Linked DNA regions of Mus musculus: all the other regions are linked to region 2. Evidence: chromatin contacts called from public HiChIP or PLAC-seq and promoter capture Hi-C data. All regions are on one chromosome and are shown on one strand. The core of a region is the stretch at or near the end of the contact, and the rest is flanking DNA. Distances in the headings are between cores, read along the strand shown.

Region 1 (2,754 bases), core at 10-2,509, 360 kb after region 2:
TTCCTTTTCTCTCAGTTCTATATTCACACAGCCAGTAATCAGTTCTGTAATCTAGGTATAAGGAGAGGGAGAGAAAGGGGGAGGGGGAGGGAGAGAGAGAGGGAGAGAGAGAGAGGGAGGGAGGGAGGGAGGGAGGGAGGGAGAGAGAGAGAGAGAGAGAGAGAGAGAGAGAGAGAGAGAGAGAGAGAGAGATAGAGATGGGGGTGGTGGTGGTCTAGAATGGCAAGTCAGAGAAATCCTATGACCAAACTTTATGTTACATTGAAGGATTGAAAATTTTCCTCCTTATGCGGGTAGAAGTAACCCAGAAAAGAAGGGAGGTGGGTATTTCATTTAGTTCTTCTAATGTACTTGATTGTGAGTGATCAAATATTTATCAAGCTGAAAATGCAGTGGCTGGAGGCAGTGGATTAGCCTGGAGTGGCCCTCGTTCTGAGACCGACTGCTTCCAGGGATGTCCTTCCGTCCCTCCCCAAGCAGCCTGGTGGGCACTGCAAAGGTGGTTCCCCCCCTTGCTGTTCCACTGCAGCTCTGTCTGGGGTTTGAGGAAGCACGGTGGGTGTTTGGATGATGTAGGGTCCCTGCACTGGAAGCAAGGTGCAGGCAGGGCACAGTTGCGCAGGCGCAGGATTCGCCTTCCGCTCTTTTCCTCCCAGTCCGGTCCGCAGCAGGGGATCCCAGGCAACCGGCTAAACAGTTTATAGTGTAGGCATGCAGATGTGGAGCCTGCAAACCAGGAGCCTTGCTATGCTACATCTGTCCTGGCCAAAAAAAGAAAAAAAAAAAAAAAAAAGAAGCAATCCCGGAAGCAGCCCAGCTGCCTACTCACGATTTTCTGCTTTGCTGCCTGCTGGAGACAAATCTCCTCGTGCTCAAAGGCTTCTTCCTCTTCCTCCCCCTGAGTTGTTTCCATTTTCTCCTCCTTCCTGCAGATCACATTGTTTAGGTCCAGGTCAGCTTTGCCTGCTGGAGGCCTGGTCTTATAGAACCAACTAAGATCTCAGGGCCAGCTCCTTTCTTCTTGAGTTGAGGCTCGCACCTAGGCCGTGCATTGCAGGTCTTCAGAACTGTGAGGGGCTCACGTCCGTGCTTCTGTTTTAGCAGTTTCCTAGTGGGTCAGTCCCATACGTTTTCAAACAGCAAACACTTCTTGCATATCTAGGAGACTAGGAATCTGAAACCAGCCATGGGCAGTCGGGGGTCCTGATGAAGGGCCTAGAAGAGGAACTTGCCGTAGTTCCAGCTCCTGGTCAGTTGCTTGCTCGTCACCTTTGGAACTTGTAGGCTGTGTCCACGTCATTCCTGTCTCTGTCACTGTTGTTACACAGCTTCCTTCTTTCTAGGTCTCTCTGTGTGTCCTGCCTCTTTGGATCTGGGTCCCACTACCCTGGAGGGTGATTTCAGCTTGATATCAATAGGTCTGTTTCTAAACAAAGTTGCATTTTGAGGCTCTAGGTAGATATACATTTTTGAAGACCTACAAACTTGCCTCAAGCCTTTAGAACGATTCCTTTCCCTCTGATATATTTGGGATCATGGGTTAAAATTCAGTACATTTTGAAATTAAATATTCAATCGCTTAATTCTTATGGGCAAGTTTCTATGTTTAACTCTTTGCAAATCTTATTTCTCTCTGTTTGTCTGTCTCTCTCTCTGTCTCTCTCTCTGTCTCTCTCTGTTTTCTCATGTAGTTGAAAGGCTGACCTGGAGCATGTGTGTCCCAGGCTGGTCTTGAACTTGTGATCCTCCTGCCTCTCCATTCCAAGCACTACCCATCATGTAGACCTTTTTTTTTTTTTTCAAAAAAAAATTTTTTTTAACATTTGCTTATTTATTCGAGGGGCAGGGAGCACACATGACATAGCACATACACTAGAGCCAGGGCAGCTTGCAGGAGTTGGTTCTCGCCTTCTACCACAAGGGATGGCAGTAACATATCATCAGGCTGCCAGGCTGTGTGTCATGTGTCTTTACCATCTGAAACCTCTCACTGGCTCCCAGACCTTTAAAAAAATTTTTTTATTAGATATTTTCTTCATTTACATTTCAAATGCTATCCCAAAAGTCCCCTATACCCTCCCCCCACCCCCTGCACCCTGCTCCCCTACCCACTCACTCCCACTTCTTGGCCCTGGTGTTTCCCCTGTACTGGGGCATATAAAGTTTGCAAGACCAATGGGCCATCTTCTGCTACATATGCAGCTAGAGACACGAGCTCTGGGGGGTACTGGTTAGTTCATATTGTTGTTCCACCTATAGGGTTGCAGACCCCTTCAGCTCCTTGGGTATGTTCTCTAGCTCAGACCTGATTTTTAATGACTGCATAGTGTTCTGCCACACAAGAGTCATACAGCTGGTTAGGTGTATAGGATGGAGAAGCAGCCTGCCGGGCTTGGCCTCCTGTCTGTCCCTTATGTCCTTCTCCTGCCCCACTTCATACGTGGAGATCCTCACTTACTGTACCTGGAATGTGGCTGTGTCTGGAGACAGGGACTAAGAAAGGATAATTACGTTAAACAAGCTCATATGAGTGGGCCCTGATCCAAAGTGACAAGTGTTTTTTTTTTTTTTTTTCAGTAGTGTATGTGTGTTCTGTGTGTATGTGTGCATATGTGTGGGTGCATGTGTGTTGTGTACGTGTATGAAAGAGACAATATGCATGTGGTGGTCAGAGGACACCTCTGAGGAGTTGTCTCTCTCCGTCCATGTTTTATGTGAATTCTGGAAATCAAGTTCTAGTTACCGGGCTCTTAC
Region 2 (2,832 bases), core at 287-2,786:
CTGGAATTAAAGTTGTGTGCCACCACCGCCTGGCTGAGCTTTCGATCCTTATCAACCCAGAAGCAGAAAGATCTTATATACTGTGTCTACCATGAATCTCTCCTATTTTGACTTCCTGCAGCTTGTTGCCTTTGGGAACTAAGAACTACTTTCTTCTGTCATTTCTCTACAAAGTTATTGTTCTTTGTGGGTGATCACAAACTTAATTTTTCTTTCAAGACAGGGTTTCTTGAAAACCTGTGTATCCCTGGCTGTCCTAGAACACGCTGTGTAGACCAGACTGGCATCAAACTCAGAGATCTTCCTGCTTCTGCCTCCTGAGTGATAGGATTAAAGGCATGGGCCACCACTGTGGAGCTCTTAATTTTTATCTATTTGTTTTTGAGACGGGGTCATATATAGGTAGCTCAGGCTGGCCTCAAATTCAGTGTGTAGCCAAGGCTGGCTATGAACTCCTGACCTTCCTTGACTATATCCCAAGTGCTATGATTTAAGGATACGTTCCCTCCAGGGGACCAACAAAGGCAGAAGGGCAGGTTTGGTTCCCTTTTCCTTCTGAACTACAGAGGTTTCTGGGTTTGGTCATAGCTGTCTCTGTTCATCTGTCGCCATCTCTCTCTGTTTGATCCCTTGCTAGGGCTTGCATGACAGGCAAGTGTTCTGCCACCAAGAAGTTCTTATTCTTCAGCTATATACTTTCTAGATTACATTCAGATCACCACTACCTTTTTACAGCCGAGTAGGTATAGATGATGAAATCAGGGTTTTCTGAGGTATATCCCATTTCTAGGGAAAATGTCTTCTCTATGAAAACTTGACAGTTCCTAAATTCTCTAGGCCCTTCAGGGTCTGCCCTGTAAGAGTGTTCTGATCTGTATGCTGTATAGGAATCTTGTCATAGCTCCCTAGTTGCCAGGTTGGAAGCAGAGATCATTTGGGTGTTTTGAGGTTAGAAGCTAAAGGCTGGGCTAGGAGAGAGTTCTGAGCACTTGCCAGTTCCTTGGCCATATTGAGATGCCCACAAAGGCTACACAACCTCCTTGATTAAATCGTTCAGGAAGAACTCACTGAGCTGGGGGCAAATCTTATACAGGACTTTGGGCAGGGCACCTTAGAAGAGTTCTACCACCAGAAACAAGAGGCACAAGGGGATCAGATGATCAGACACCAAATAGAATTTCAACCTTTAATTTTGCTTAGAGATGACTCTTGAAGTTGGCAGAACGTGCGTCTTTTTGGTCCAGGTGCAAGGACTCAAACTTTGAGCCAATGAAGCACCCTGATGGAGTTTGCCACCAGGCGCGCACACAGGGACCACTATACCAAGCACAGACGCGCTCCTCTGCCCATCTCCAAGATGGCGGCCCCGGGATTGCCCGACCTGTCTCCGTCTCCAAAATGGCCGTCCGCCCCGCCCACTCCCTCCCCTCCGGGAGTGCGCAGCACGCTCCCGCCGCCCCTCCTCCTCGAGCTCCACCCAGGTCGCTGGCAGCGCGGTCGGTGGCCGCGATTTCCCGCCATTGTGAGAAGTGGAGGCTAGGACGGTCTCCCCCCCACCCCTCCGGCCGCTGGCCAGCAGCTCCGAGGCGCTCGTGCCCGTCACCGCAGCCACCTCTCCTTGAGACGCGCGGAGGCCCGTGGCTCGCGACGCCCCCGCGCGTGGGAGGGCGCGGACGAGGAGCGGCCGAGCCCCCGAGAAGCCGGGCTCCGAGCGCGCTCGGCCCGCAGAGGAGCGCCCGCCGCACGGGCCGCGCTGGCCCCGGCCCTCAGCGCCATGCCCTGTGGAGAAGATTGGCTGAGCCACCCGCTCGGGATCGTGCAAGGCTTCTTCGGTGAGTGGCGCGTGGCGAGCAGGGCCGGGAGGGGAGCGGAGTTTGCGGGACCAGGCCCGCCGCGCGGCCGCACTCCGGACGACGGGCCGGGGGAATCACTGCCGAGGGCTCGCGTGGCCCCGGGCCTGGAAGCCGAGCAGAAGCAGCCGTCTCCGGCCGCCGGCGCTGGCGCCGCCGCCGCCTCCCGTCACCTGCCCGCTGCCCGGCCGCGGCTCGCTGGCGGCGGGGCCGCGGCTCCGAGCGCTAGCTGTGATTGACGGCCTGGCTCCGGGCCGGTGGCCTACGTAGCCCGGGTGCTGCAGACACGGAGAGGTCCCCTTGCCCACGGAGGGCCCTTAGAGCGGCCGCGGAGAGAAGCCACTGCCTGTGGGAGCCTGCGGGATATTTCAAAACTTCCGGGGTGTGTAAGGGAGTGCTCGAGCCTTCGCTCAGAAGTTCTCTCTGTTTCCCTTGACATCCGGGAGAATGCTTCTTCTTTTTTTTTTTTTTTTTTTTTTAAATTATTCTTCCTGCCCTGTTGACATTAGAACCCGTCTGCTCTGTTACCTGTTCCCGTACCAGGGCTAGCTAGAAATACTCAACTACTTAGATGAGTTGCCACAGAACGGGAGCCGAGAGTGCTGTAGGCAAGCTGAGTAAATTCTAGGTGTAATTGTCATCGTTGCTTTTTTTGGTTAACCAGACCTCCGATTCCCACGCGCATCCCAGATTTCGGTGCGTTTAATGACTGGCCTGTGCCACCGGTCTCCGTGGAATGTGTTTTCTGTAGTAACGCTCCCACCGGATCGGATTCATTTTACCTAGAATTCTAACTAATCAGGTAGTTTCCCAGGGTGAAACTAAAGCCGGCAGATAGAAGGGCTGGGTAGACATGACGATTATATAGCCAGTGAACACACAGTGTCTTCAACAGGGGCAGGGGTGTGCAAGCCCGCGAAAGAGTAAACCACGGGCTTGGGGTATTATAGCTCAGTAGTAGAATGTGTGCCTGGCCTGATGA
Region 3 (2,724 bases), core at 180-2,679, 400 kb after region 2:
CTGCTGGGACTTTGAAGATACACAGGCACCAACAGCTCTTGCTTGGTGGTGCTCTTTTGGACCTCTGACTGTGAACCTGGGCTATACAGACTCAGTGGGGCATCTTCACACTGACTCATAATTGACCCAGACAGGAGATGCTCAGTAGTGGAACCACATGTGGTACTTCTTGATATTCAAGATAGTAATTTCCATTCAGGTCACATTTCAATCTTCAGCGTCTATGGCAGGTTCGGGGAGGGGAGTTGTCGTGGGCTTCATTGGCAGGTAAGGAAACTGAAGGTTAGTGTGGAGGGGTGTTTCTGGGTCCTCCACACCTGAGAGAGTACCCAAGTCTCTGGACAACCAATGGGGGGCTTCAGAACTCATGCCCCCATTTGTATTTCCTGACATCGAGATCTGTGGCAGGATTAGCTGATTTAGGCACTGCGTGGGATACAACACTGGGTAGTTAGCAAGCATGGGGGGAGCTAATCCTGCTAGCTTCCTTGGGTACCGAAGACTACACACTCCCTCTTCCTATACCCTAGTTACACTGTGTCAGTGCCACAGATCTCAGTGTCAGGAAATACAGATGGGTGGAACTGATTTTGTCCCTCTACTTTACACATAGGTTCCAGGAACTGAATTCAGGTCACCAGGCTTGGTGAAGACGTGTTTTACCAGCTGAGCCATCTCTTCAGCTCTGAGCTAATATTTTCCAGATGTAAAGAACTGGGCTATGTTGTCTCATCCCAAGAAACAAGAGATCCATGGCAGTGCAGTTGCTAAGCTTACTACTACTGCAGCCCCGGAGCTCGCAGTGCTGGAAGATGGGTAGCACCGGTGAGGATGACACAGGTGAGAGGCAGGTTGAAGATGGGTTGGGCTGCTTTCTCATCAGCCCTTGCCAGGTGGCAATGACAGCTCGTCAAGACTTCCGCTTTCCACAAAAGCAGAAAACCAGGGTGTTAATGTGAAATTTCTTCATTTAAAAGTTTGACTATTAATTCAACATTTGTCTACTTCTTAGATACAGATGGAACAAAACACCCGCCTACAGTGTTACCAGTTTGCTAGCGTGCTACCAGGTGCGTGTCAGCCCGATTGGAGGTGTGGGTGGGGTGGGAGAAGGGAGAGTAGGTTCCCTGGAGGTGAAGGACTACAGGTGAACTGGAGTGATGGGGGAGACTCAGGTGTCTGGAGGGCTTAAGGGGAGGTGAGGGCTGTCCAGAGGTCAGGCTTGGGGATGGGGGTGGGGCTAGGGATGGTGCAGGTCTGGGCCTCAGGGTTGGATTCAGGGTACCGGGAAGTTAGATGTGTGACCTTCTGGACCTCAAGGGCAAGGCTGCCGAGATGGAAACCAGTGACCTTGCTGTGTGTACAGTTGCTTCCATGGGTCTCAGGCCAGGCCCTGCAGTAGCCTGAATCTAACCCATTGGAGGAGTCAGGCCACGGTGGCCAGACAGAGGTGCTGTGTGTGAGGAGGTCCAGACCATAATCCCCAAGAGAACCCAGAGCAAAGCTTGAGGCTTCTGATGGTTCTTCCTGTGGCAAGATGAGGGCCACAGGCCAGAGAATGAGGCTTGGCCACTGCCTTTCCCTTTGTAACCACAAGGGAGCAGCAGAGGCACAGCCATGTCCCTGGTTGTCCCAAATGCTCCAGCTCAAAGCCTGGGTTGGAGAGGTTTGGAGGGCCAGGGTAGGTGCAGGGAAGGGTAGAAGCAGGAGTCATCTTTGCCTCATTCTCTCAGCATGTCCCTGTTGAGGTCCCTTGAGACCATGATATATGACATCAGTGATACGTTAACCATGGCTGTGACACTTGTTCTACAAGCTTGTCACACTGCGTAGAGAGCTAACGGTGGCACAATCAAGTATCACTGCCAGCCTTCTGTCGGTACCTCTGCCTGACCAGTGCTTCCTCTTCTTCCAGTTGTCCACCTTGACCATGCTGAAGTACAGTTTGAAGAGGTCGTGGGGTGTGGGTATGACTCGGAGCTACATGCCACTCCTCACTGTGCCTTTTATACACATCACTGGCAGAGTGACACTTCCTCTTCTTCTAGACTTAGTCTAGATGGATGGCAGATCCATTGCCAAATCCTTCCTGGAGCTCTATGACACAAAAAGGAAGCTGGAGTAATGTGGAAACTTCTGGTTTCTTTGGAAAGTCAGTTATGCCAAAGAATGTTTTGCTGAAGCAGACACGGGTGAAAGGTTGTTGTGCTAAAGTAAACACGTGGAAGGACATGTGAAAAAGGATTCTTTGATAATGACACACATGTCTTGGTTCGCCTTACATGTGTAGTTGAGCTGCGTTTGTTGTGACTCCATAGAGAGAAACGCACCAAAAAAAACTTTGGTGGTATGCTACCACTTCTGGAGGACATGTGATGCTTGGAGGAAGAATAAATAAGAGTCTGCAATGCATCATGGGTCTCTAGTTGTCGCTGATCTTCACTTCGTTGAGAGAGACATGGCAGAGAACTTCTGGTGTCCCTGCTGGTCTTGGTCATTCTTGCTGACTTGTGCCTATTCAGTGGAAACCTGGCTGTCTCTGCTAGGTCATGCCACCACTGCTGGGTCATGTTTGCTATCCCATCACTACTGAACTGGACTGCTGGTGTATCCATGAAGTGTTTGTGAGTGGATGGAGCTGCAGTCCAGTTCAGAAGGCCTGGAGTCTTGGGTCAGGGAAACCTTCCCCCATCCTCCATCTGCCACCCAGCAGGTGTTTCAAAC
Region 4 (2,900 bases), core at 27-2,526, 320 kb after region 2:
CGGAGTGCTGGGGTTGCTGGGATTAAAGGAGAGCACCATTATGTCTGTGTCTGTGTCGGTTTAGGCTCAGCTTTTACAGAGCCTATGACCCAAGAGCTATTTCAATGGCCAGGAAGCTTGGGGGGGGGGCGGGCGGCAATAGCAGCTGGAGACATTCAGAAACCCCGGCTTGGAAGCCACACTGATGGTGCTCACCTGCAAGCCGCAGCTGAAGACCTCTGCAGCCTTCAGGGGACGGAACATCCTCTTTGGATAGCACAAATGGCCGTGTTTGGAAATGATGGAGTGGGGAAGGGTAGGCAGAGAGATGGTGAATAACCACAGAGGGCCAGGGCTGAGGTGGCGTTGGGACTGCAGGGTGGACAAAAAGGGAGGAAAATAGAGCAAAATGGGAAGCTCAGAATAGAAGATATAAAGGAAAGTGCCAACTAGTGAAAATCCTGCGAAAGAACGCGCGCGGGGGGTTGGGGGGGCGACTGGGGAATGGTTTAGAAAAATAGCAATTAGCACAGCTAAAAATAAAGACCAATTTCGAGACAAAGCCAGACCCACAAGGAGAAAAATAAAACTCGCCAGAAAGACAATTCCTTGCAAACCGAATGCTCAAGAAAATGGGGCTAACGACACCCCCCTCTTGGGCTGTTTGGTAAAAAGAAATGGGAAACTAGATGAGCGTGGAGCGCGGCGCTGAGCAGGTGACTGGCACCAGGAGGAGCGTTGAGCCCGGCGCTGGGATCTACAGGATTCCGGTAGTTGAGCGCAAAGGTTCTCCTGAGACTGCACCCAAGTGTCGTCCAAGTTAAAAAATGTGCTGGCGCGCTCAGATCCACTCTGAAACCGCAGAGGCTCCAGACAGCGTTCTCCGAGGTTTGTCCCGGGGCTTGGAAGCCCCGGCACAGGCGTGGCGTGGGCCAGAGTGGGCGCCCACTCGCGGCGGCTTGGCTCGGGACTCTGGTGACGCCTCCCGGGCATTCGCGGCGTGAGCAGGCCGCGCGCCCACGGAATCGGGTAGACCCGGGGGCGATCTGGGAGGTGACTCGGGCCTGGCAGGGACACCGAACGCTGTATGTCTCCAGGCCGCGAGGGGAGGGACCGGGATGTGCGCGGGAGCTGAGGGTCACCCGGGGCCACCGCGCCCTGCCCTGCGCGGGTAACTGAGGGCTGGACCCAGTGCCCACGGGCGCGGGTGGGCAGGGAGAGGGGAGCGCGGCGGGGAGGAGGCGGCGGGCGGAGCCTGGAGGGGCGGCGTCGCGCGGGCTCCTCCTCCTCCTTGCCCTCTTCGGGCTTAGCCGCCGCGCTGCCCGGCTGCTCCGTCCTCTGGACGCCCGCGGCGATGTTCACCCGCGCCGTGAGCCGACTGAGCAGGAAGCGGCCGCCGTCTGGTAAGCGGTTGCGGGCGCTTGGGCGCGGGAAGGACGGGGTCGCCGGGTCCCCTGGCGCGGCTCGCTGTGCCGCCCGGACAGCAGCCGCGCTCCTCCCCGCTCGCTCTGTCCCAGCCGCGGCGGGAGCGCAGAGCCGGGGAGCCGCCCGGGGAGGAAGTTGGGCTTGAAGCGGGAGTCAGAGCAGCTTTCTTTCTAGAGAAGGTCTGGGAACCACGGGAGACACATTAACAGCCCCTCACTCCGAGGCAGCGTGGGAAGCCAGGCTTCCCTCCTGCGTGCAGCCTCTTTCTCGGGCGGAATGGGAAGGATGCTCCGCCGGACCTCTGCATCCCCGGAGTGGCCGGCCCCGCGGCGCCAAAAAAAGTGGAGTCCCAAGGTGGCTGCACACCAGGGCGGGGGAGGAACTTGTGTGACACGGCGGGGGAGTCACTTTGTTTTTCCCCCTGAACCTGCCTGACCCACAGTTTGGGGCAACTTGGCAAGACAAAGAACCCACGGTGCAGAAATGGTGATTTGAATCGTGCCATCCTTTTTGTTCTTAATAACACCTAACACTCTTTGATGGCTTAGGTTGTGGCCAGGAGCTGTGTTGACACCTTGTGTGCTTTCTCTTGTCTTCACCATTAGAGCAGCCGCGTCGGAGGGGTGGGGCTCTAAAGCCAGGGTGTTGGGTAACCTGCTCTACTCTTAGCTGATGGATTTTTTTAAACGTAGGTTTATTTGCTTGACTCTGGGTTCGGGGTTCAAAGGCTTGCTTTTCTGTCGCCCAGAGATTCACTACGCTTTAGCCGGTTTCCTCTTTTCACGTAAATATCAAACGTGGTTAAGCGGCTGCAATCAGACATAGACCCAATCCCTTGGCCACCACTCGACAGCTGTGCAACTTCTTTGTGACTGGGGATGTGCAAAGGGTAGCTTTAAGTGCTTAATTGGAGACTCCCCCCCCCCCATCAGCCACATGCAAATCATTTCATTAATTATTTAAGACAACCCCACTAAAGTCAGATTCCATAGAGTTATTGTAAAGAGTTTGCACTGTTGTCTTAATATGCGTTGAAATGCTCCATTAGTGTTCCCGAGTGGTCACATTCCCTTGTGATGCTGATGGCTGACACTGAGTGGTGGTCAGATTCTAGGCACCGGAGTTAAACTCCAACCTTGACTCTGCCACTCCGCCACACTGAATAATGAATGTCCTTGGACCTTTCTGTGCCGCAGAGCTGTGCTGGTGCTGGCTCAGTGTAGCTTGCAAGAACCAATTGCTAAATGTTCAGGGCATCTGGGAACTGGTTGCTACGTCATAGGTGGACTGAAATGAACTGTGGTGGGACATATCAACATATGTCAGACATCAAGGCTGGAACAGTGGATTTCAGGAAGCTGTGGACTTAACTACATACTTAAATTTTATTTTAGATCATATTTATCATGTGTATGTGTGTGCTCGTGTGCGTCTCTGTGTGTGTGTGTGTGTGCATATGTGTGTTTGCATGCTACAGCTTGTATGTGGAGGTTAGA

Evidence for each region. Promoter capture Hi-C pulls out the DNA fragments that hold promoters and counts their contacts. HiChIP or PLAC-seq counts read pairs in DNA pulled down with a chosen protein or histone mark.
Region 1: a contact with region 2 is called in an H3K27ac HiChIP or PLAC-seq map of microglia, with 5 times the contacts expected there. The contact joins the enhancer-like site here to the promoter of Mcmbp in region 2. A contact is called at or near these places in 2 of 39 promoter capture datasets (cranial neural crest and embryonic stem cells), 1 of 484 Hi-C or Micro-C datasets (bone marrow-derived macrophages), 16 of 115 datasets of contacts at active chromatin or transcription factors (the SCID.adh cell line, bone marrow-derived macrophages, double positive thymocytes and 10 more) and 3 of 9 other capture datasets (adipose tissue, liver and pancreatic islet).
Region 3: a promoter capture Hi-C map of fetal liver shows a contact between it and region 2, with 3 times the contacts expected there. The contact joins the enhancer-like site here to the promoter of Mcmbp in region 2. A contact is called at or near these places in 3 of 39 promoter capture datasets (the C10 cell line, cranial neural crest and fetal liver), 1 of 484 Hi-C or Micro-C datasets (bone marrow-derived macrophages), 7 of 115 datasets of contacts at active chromatin or transcription factors (the SCID.adh cell line, astrocytes, craniofacial prominence and 3 more) and 1 of 9 other capture datasets (adipose tissue).
Region 4: a promoter capture Hi-C map of embryonic stem cells shows a contact between it and region 2, with 24 read pairs. The contact joins the promoter of Rgs10 here to the promoter of Mcmbp in region 2. A contact is called at or near these places in 15 of 39 promoter capture datasets (the C10 cell line, the HPC-7 cell line, HPC-7-derived erythroid cells and 10 more), 1 of 15 datasets of contacts at CTCF or cohesin (embryonic stem cells), 2 of 484 Hi-C or Micro-C datasets (B cells and bone marrow-derived macrophages), 12 of 115 datasets of contacts at active chromatin or transcription factors (bone marrow-derived macrophages, embryonic basal ganglia, embryonic hindbrain and 5 more) and 3 of 9 other capture datasets (adipose tissue, liver and pancreatic islet).

Annotation. Positions count from the first base shown.
Region 1 is chr7:128,377,561-128,380,314 of GRCm38.p6, reverse strand. All of the region lies in intron 4 of Rgs10 (regulator of G-protein signalling 10), which reads left to right. Among named protein-coding and RNA genes, the nearest start is that of Gm39092, 12 kb to the right of the region's middle. Within about 2 kb of position 1,259, at least 34 of the 459 cell types and tissues checked have an H3K27ac peak or open chromatin away from gene starts, as enhancers often do. A contact at or near this core is called in the SCID.adh cell line, adipose tissue, bone marrow-derived macrophages and 2 more, where this site is marked.
Region 2 is chr7:128,739,133-128,741,964 of GRCm38.p6, reverse strand. Mcmbp (minichromosome maintenance complex binding protein) reads left to right here and starts at 1,536. Exons shown (of 16, transcript NM_145955.3): 1 at 1,536-1,832. The coding sequence starts at 1,775.
Region 3 is chr7:128,343,991-128,346,714 of GRCm38.p6, reverse strand. Gm32707 (a long non-coding RNA gene) reads left to right here. Exons shown (of 3, transcript XR_378506.3): 1 at 1-840; 2 at 1,013-1,070; 3 at 1,916-2,412. Among named protein-coding and RNA genes, the nearest start is that of Gm32707, 6.2 kb to the left of the region's middle. Within about 2 kb of position 1,429, at least 29 of the 459 cell types and tissues checked have an H3K27ac peak or open chromatin away from gene starts, as enhancers often do. A contact at or near this core is called in bone marrow-derived macrophages and fetal liver, where this site is marked.
Region 4 is chr7:128,416,548-128,419,447 of GRCm38.p6, reverse strand. It overlaps Rgs10 (regulator of G-protein signalling 10), which reads left to right and starts at 1,276. Exons shown (of 5, transcript NM_026418.2): 1 at 1,276-1,382. The coding sequence starts at 1,334.